2 separate regions of the Gossypium hirsutum genome follow, and region 2 is linked to region 1. The links are chromatin contacts, called in public Hi-C maps. All regions are on one chromosome and are shown on one strand. The core of a region is the stretch at or near the end of the contact, and the rest is flanking DNA. Distances in the headings are between cores, read along the strand shown. Region 1 holds the start of LOC107954910. Region 2 holds the start of LOC107956230 (chromatin modification-related protein EAF1 B).

Region 1 (3,595 bases), core at 930-3,429:
TCCCTTAAGGGAATGTGTGGACTTTATGCCATATTTGTTTGCGGAAATGGTATGGTTTCACTTTCACATTTATAAGTGGAAACAGCAGGAGGTCCAATGTTTTTGGCATAATAAATGCTATTACCATTTTATTGCCTCTGATCATTGAGCCTTGATTGTTTGGAAGGGCTGGACTATTTGCATAATGGGAGCGATCCAAGAATCATACACCGTGATGTCAAGTGCAGTAACATCCTTTTGGATTGTGAGATGAACGCGAAGGTCTGCGATTTCGGCCTCTCTAAGCAAGTAACTCTGGCAGATGCAACTCATGTGACCACTGTTGTCAAGGGCACTGCGGGCTATCTAGATCCTGAGTATATCTTCCTTAAATTGTGCCTTTACTGCACCGCACACCATCATTGATGTCGTTTATTAACTGCAGGTATTATTCCACCCAACAGCTGACTGAGAAAAGTGATGTCTATAGTTTTGGTGTTGTTCTTTTAGAGCTCATATGCGGAAGAGAACCGCTGACGCATTCCGGAACTCCAGATTCCTTCAATTTAGTGCTATGGGTAACCATAATTTCCTTTTCCTTTTAATTTCTTATTCTTGTGTATGAAAAGGAGCATGAAGGTGTGATGTTGTTGCATTTGTCAACTAACTGGAGAGTCATGGATTTAAGAAGGCTAATTAGTTTAAGCATGTTAATACAAAATCCTGAAACATAGCTCTAAGCAACTGGTTCATATTTGACTTAAACGCAGGCAAAGCCGTACTTGCAGGCAGGTGCATTGGAGATAGTGGATGACAACTTAAAGGGAACCTTCGATGTCGAAAGCATGAGAAAAGCAGCCTTAGTCACCGTACGGTGTGTGGAAAGAGATGCATCACGGAGACCCACTATTGCACAAGTGTTGGGTGAGCTGAAAGAAGCCTACAGTCTTCAGCTTGCATATCTTGCATCTTTGGGACACTCAGGTTAACCAACATCAACCCTATTCCAACTTTGAAAACTTTTCCTTCCCACTATTTAAAACGAGATGAGGTATATATAGTTGTTTCAAAAACAGACATCGTATAAGAATGCTTATATGTATCTATTCTGTCAATGGCAAGCAATAATAGTGTAGTGTAGTGTAGTGTAGTGTGTTTGGGTAAACTTTGCCAAACCATCCAACATGTTCGGACACAATGTTTCATACATGTTTCTGTCCCTGCAACATGTGCAAATCAATTGAAAGCAGTGAGTGGAGCTTGATATTCAACTAAATACTGGATTTTGGAGCAACCATCCAATAATAAAAAATTACTGCTATATTATTTCTCCTGTGGAAAAAGGATGTTGTTCTTGCAAAAAGAAGAAAAAAAATTATTAGAGTAATAGACTTGATTATTCATTCAACAAAAGAAATTTTGACTATTCAATGGTTAATTAGAGCACGGCCGTACACGCATAGCCGACAAAGAAGATGTTGAATGATGATTGTTGGTTTCAGAGGCCAGCTTTTGAAATTTTCAATTATGTTTTTAAATTTAAAAAATAATTATTCCCTTATGAAAATTCTCATTAAAACTCCATTTTTTTTTGTTATAAAAAGTTTTAATTAGATCTATCAATTTTTATTTTTTGAAATTCTCATTAAAACTTTAAATTTTTTTAATTAAATCCTCATTACTTAATACTAAGATTCGTCAGTATTGATTTCTACTCTATTATATTATTGGAATTAGTTTATTTTATTGTTGAATATAAGCATATGATAATATTTAAATTTTAATTTTTTATATATTTAAAAAGTTATATACTAACATTTATATTTGAATATGTATCTTAAAAAAAGTTAAAATTTTACTGTTAATTTTAGTGACCGTTACCCCTCCGTACCTCCTCAGGGAGGCTTACCATAGGAATATTACCCTCCATATCTCCCTGAATTTAATCTTTACTTGATTTTTATAAATTTTAAAATTTTAGTTTTGATTTAAATAATTTTTACTACTTACAAAATTTTATAGGGTAAACATATATTATTACATGTATAACATTATATCAAATTTTTCAAATTTTAAAAAAATATAAAAAATAAAAATGATGAAATTAATGTCTCAAGAAAATATCAAAATAAATGTATAATACAAAATTAATAGCATAATTACAATAAAATATTGGTTTGATATTGAATACACGTAACTTGTACCGAAAACTGAAAAATGTTGATATTGTCTCAACAGACCCTCCAAAAAACACAGCAGTAATCTTTGTCCGAAACATCAGACAAGAAGTGAAAGGCGGCGATGGTTTCCACTTTCAACTTTTTCTTCAAGACAGTCAACCACTTTCCCATTCCAGGAAAACCCAGGGCCGAGAAAATTCCAGCTGGAAATTTTCATTGAGTTTGAACTTCACTATTATCTTTCATGATGTTTGATCAATTCCGTGTTGATATTGTATTTCTTTTACTACTTGAGTTCCATTTCTCTGCCTTTTTTGAGCTCTTCATGTTGTAATGGTTTCCCCTACACTTACTTCGTGGACCTTAATTGGTCTTATAAGAGCCTTTGTCGGCCTTGCTCTAGCTTTTGTGCTTCTATGTGGATCAACCTTGGGGTTTTTCGCTTGGAAACTTTATCATGTTTTTGGACTTTACTTGCCTTGTCCTTGTTCTGGGTTTCTTGGGTACCAAAATAGCAACCTCTGCTGGCATAACCTTCTCATTCAATTCCCAGTATCAAACATTCATTCTGCTCTTAAACTGCCTTTCAATAGGTTCCCTTTTAACTTACTTTGGTTCAACGATCAAGACTGGGATTTGGATGCCAAGTCCATTGAATTGCTGGGTGAAGCATGTCCTACTTTACCTTCAGGTTTAAGATTGCAAACTATAGTGAATAAAAAAAAGAGTAGTTCTGATGCCAAGGGAAAGAAAAGTATATATCTGAAGCATAAATCTAAAGTTCAACGAGGTAGGATAGCTGCTTTTGGCTATCGAAAGTCTGCTAATTTCTCAGTTGCAGATGCTTCATCTGTTGATGGAGGTGAAACAATGATTGAAAATTGGGGTCTAGTTAGTGGAATAGAAGATTGTTTTCCTGGTAAGTAAAACGTATCTAATGTGATATCTAATGAAGTTTTCATTGAATATTGAACTATTAAATGATGATCTTCTCTTATTAGCATTACATTTGGATTGACCTATGTGAAACCTGCCATTTTAGATGATAAAAACACTCAATCTGGCAATGATTTGAGTGAGGCAACCTGGCATGGTTTTGAACTGAGCAGTGGAGAGGGAAAGGGTAACACTAATGAAAAATTTGAGGTTACCGGGGATGAGGCAAATCGGTTCAAAATATTGGAACAAGCTATAAAAGAAGAAAAAGCTGCATGTGCTGCTTTACATTTGGAGTTGGAGAAAGAAAGGGCTGCTTCTTCTTCTGCTGCTGATGAAGCTATGGCAATGATTTTGCGTCTACAAGAGGATAAGGCATCGATAGAAATGGAAGCAACGCAGTATCAAAGGATGATAGAAGAAAAAATTGCTTATGATGAAGAAGAGATGAACCTTCTAAAAGAGACCCTTGTCGGGAGGGAGAAGGAGAATCACCTTTT
Region 2 (3,491 bases), core at 542-3,041, 180 kb after region 1:
TAGATAAAACGCCCCGTAAAGGAAATGCAAAGTCTGCCATTGATTGGAACGCCAAAAGCAAAGCTAAACTACATACAGACATAAGCATACACATAGGTACAGATGATAGCATGTACCAAAAAAGCTAATCCCCCTAGGATTTTCGAATTGGATGGCATGTTCAAAATCTTGGACAATTTGCAATCCAATTTGTGAAAATCTACAATCCTGCTAATAAATAGAAAAGCATGAACTTGAAGATAGAAACGGGTAATTTTTAATTTCACCTGTCAGTAAAACAATACAGTTCAAAAGTCGGTGGGAGAGCAAACCTGTTTCTTGCTTTCTCTTAACCTTGCAAGTGATTTAATGTAAGAGAGACTGAGAGAGTTTCTGAAAATTTTTCACTTAAATTATAAGATTTAAAAAATAATTATTGAAATATAATTATTAAGGTTAAAATATGTCATAAGTCCCTGTACTCTTCGTAAATTTAAAATTCAATCCTTGTACTTTTATTTCCAGGAATTTAGCCCCTCTACATTTCAAATTTAAAAATTTAAATTCAATTGTTAACACTATTAAAATTATTTTGTTACATTCATGTTCATTACAAAGCCATTTTTTAATTAATTACAAGGTTACCATGCGATTATTTTTTTTTTAATTTCAAAATGTCACACCAACAAATTTAACAAAATAATTTTAACAATGTTAACAACTGGACCTGAATTTTTAAATTTAAAAAGTAGAGGGACTAAATTCCTGAAAATAAAAGTACAAAGACTAAATTCCAAATTTACAGAGAATACATGTACTTGTGGCACATTTTAACCAATTATATTTAATAATAGGATTTTAATTAAACAAAAAAATGCATCTTCTTTTTCCTTGACATCATTTGTAAACATTATAATGATTGGTTAACATTAATTTTTTTAAAAAACTAATTAATTTTATTAATAATTTATACATATTTATACTATTATTTAATTATGTTTTTGTAAAAAATGTCTTAGGTTCCAATTAATTGTATTTTGTTCCTAGATCGAAAAGACTACCATATCAAATTAGATTTTAGGGAAGTAGCGATTTGTGTGCTGATTTCTGTTCCTCGTACCGGATTTGTTGGCATTCCAAATAACACCGCAAAGAGCTTTGGCACCAGCAAGTTTCTTCAAATTCCAGTGAACACAACCACTAGAAGTGGAAAATCGGTAGCTAAATAAAACAACAAAGAGCCTAAAGAACTTCACCAGCATTTATCTTCCAAGTAATGTTAATAAACATATAAGAAGACTACTTGCCCCGTAAATTCACAAGCATTCAATTGAAATGTCTGTATAAACCACGAGATAAACCCTAAACGCATTGAATCAATGGAATTGTGCCCTAATTTCAAACACTGACCAGATTCTAGGGTTTCCAAAACAAAAGGAAAAAGAAAAAAGAAAATTAGGCGCGAAAATAACCTGAATGAGGAAACTGAGTCAAACAATTGAGAGATAGGGCACAGCAAAACGTTTCCGCTATTTTTAATACTCTCGTTTCTTCTCCTTATCTCTGTCCAGGGTTTTTTCTTTTTTTAAGCTTCGAACTCTTCCTCAACGTCCTGCCCTCAATCAAAACGACATGAAATGACCCTAAAATACGACACCTCCCTGCAAATGCAAGCCATGGGCACGTTGTAGAGTCCTACTATTAAAAGTCCATATAAATTTTGTTCGTTTTGGCACTCAAAATAAGAAAAATGGATTTATTTTAATATTTTTTCGGGGTTTTTTTCCTGTGTAGGTTTTGTTCGTTTAGGCTGATTTTCGGGGTTACTATGCGAGTAGTCTCAGTGAGTACTGGGCCTGGGTTTTTAACTTGAGGAAGACGACGATACAAAAGGGCCTTTTTGGTTAAGTTCGGGCTTTTTTATCACTGGGTAAATATATATTTTGGTACTTAAACTTTATTTTAAGGTTCAAAATGGTACCTTAGGTTTTTTTTGTCCAATTAGTTACTTAAACTTGGCCTCAATGTTCAATTTGATAACTAAACCGTTTCTGATCCAATTAGATATTAAATTTGACCTTTTGATTCAAATTAGTACATTAACTTGACTTCATAGTTCAAATGGATTCAAGTAAATCAATTAATGTAAGTACTAATATGGACCAAAAGCCAAGTTCGAGTACTAATTTGAACCAATAATTATTGAGGCCCTTTCAGCAATAGGAACCTTTCCTTTAGAAAACAATGCCAATTGCAATGGCAACTATTCCTTGATTGCATTTGGAACATCGAGTACAGAAGATTCCAATGGTTGTTGAGCTTCGTTGGAAGAAATACTATCATTTGATTAACCTACTTCAGTAGATAGAAACCTTCTCAAGACAATCAATCGAATTGCTCCTAAGATGTAACTTTAACACAAGCCATTGTAGAAAAAAAACATTTTTTTAAAGCAAGAAAGAAAGGATTTTGAACAAAAGATAGTTTAAAATCATAGGGGATTTCTTGAGAGTCTAAGTTTCTATTAAAATGAAAAGTAGTGATAGAAACCTATTGTAACTTTAATAGGGTATTAAATACCCAAATAACCATTAACCATTGTCTTTATTAACTTACCCTCTAAAATTTGGAAATTTAAAATTACAAAATATTTTACCCACCAAAAAGAAAAGATTTCGAACCAATAACTCACCAAAAATAAGCACTTGCTAAAACAACATCAAGAATTAACATTTGGATGCCATCATTCAACCGCTAAATTTTAAACTCCATACACACCAATATAACTTCTCAAGGCTTCAAACATAGCTAAACCAACTGCCATTGTAAAGAGATCATCTAATTGATTTTCAGTAGGCATATATTTTAATTCTACAGTGCCATTTTCTACTAATTCTTGAATGAAATGATAGCAAGTATCTATGTCCTGTCCTATAATGCATCATTGGTTCATTGATATATTGATGGAATTTAAATTGTCATACTATGAAATTATAACTGGTAGTGTCACTCCAAAATCTTCTATCACATGTTTCATCTAAAGGAGCTAAGCATAACAACTACCTACTGCAATGTACTTTGCCTTAATTGTTGACAATGATCTTGATTCTTGTTTTTTTCTTTACCATGATACAAGATCGGATCTCAAGTAGAAACAACCTCTAGAGGTGCTCTTTCTATCATCCACATTGCCAACCTAATCAACATCACTATACCCCCACCAAGCTCATTATGTTATCTTTTGAAAGCTAGATTCTGAAATCTAGTGTTCCATTAACAAATCTCATAATTCTTCAACCTATCTTGACATAAGATTCTTTGGGATTTGATTGGCATCTAATACATACTCCAAAACAGAAACATAGATTTGGTCCACTTATAGTCGAATACAATAAGCTTCCAACCATGCTCCTATAAGTGGTAAGAGCTGTAACACTCATTGCCTAACCCAATCGTCGGGTCTGAGCTATAGGATGTTACCGAAGAAAATTACATCAAATTTCAATACATTT

The links. A called contact is a pair of places that touch in the nucleus more often than the background predicts.
Region 2: a contact with region 1 is called in a Hi-C map of leaf, with 2.2 times the contacts expected there. The contact joins the promoter of LOC107956230 here to the promoter of LOC107954910 in region 1. A contact is called at or near these places in 9 of 34 Hi-C or Micro-C datasets (anther, callus, hypocotyl and 3 more).

What each region holds. Positions count from the first base shown.
Region 1 is chrD07:30,795,671-30,799,265 of Gossypium_hirsutum_v2.1, forward strand. LOC107954910 reads left to right here and starts at 2,180. Exons shown (of 3, transcript XR_001699750.2): 1 at 2,180-3,078; 2 at 3,202-3,595. It overlaps LOC107954911 (probable LRR receptor-like serine/threonine-protein kinase At5g48740), which reads left to right. Exons shown (of 16, transcript XM_016890601.2): 14 at 167-356; 15 at 425-557; 16 at 750-1,300. The coding sequence ends at 968.
Region 2 is chrD07:30,973,150-30,976,640 of Gossypium_hirsutum_v2.1, forward strand. LOC107956230 (chromatin modification-related protein EAF1 B) reads right to left here and starts at 1,792. Exons shown (of 24, transcript XM_016891951.2): 1 at 1,452-1,792.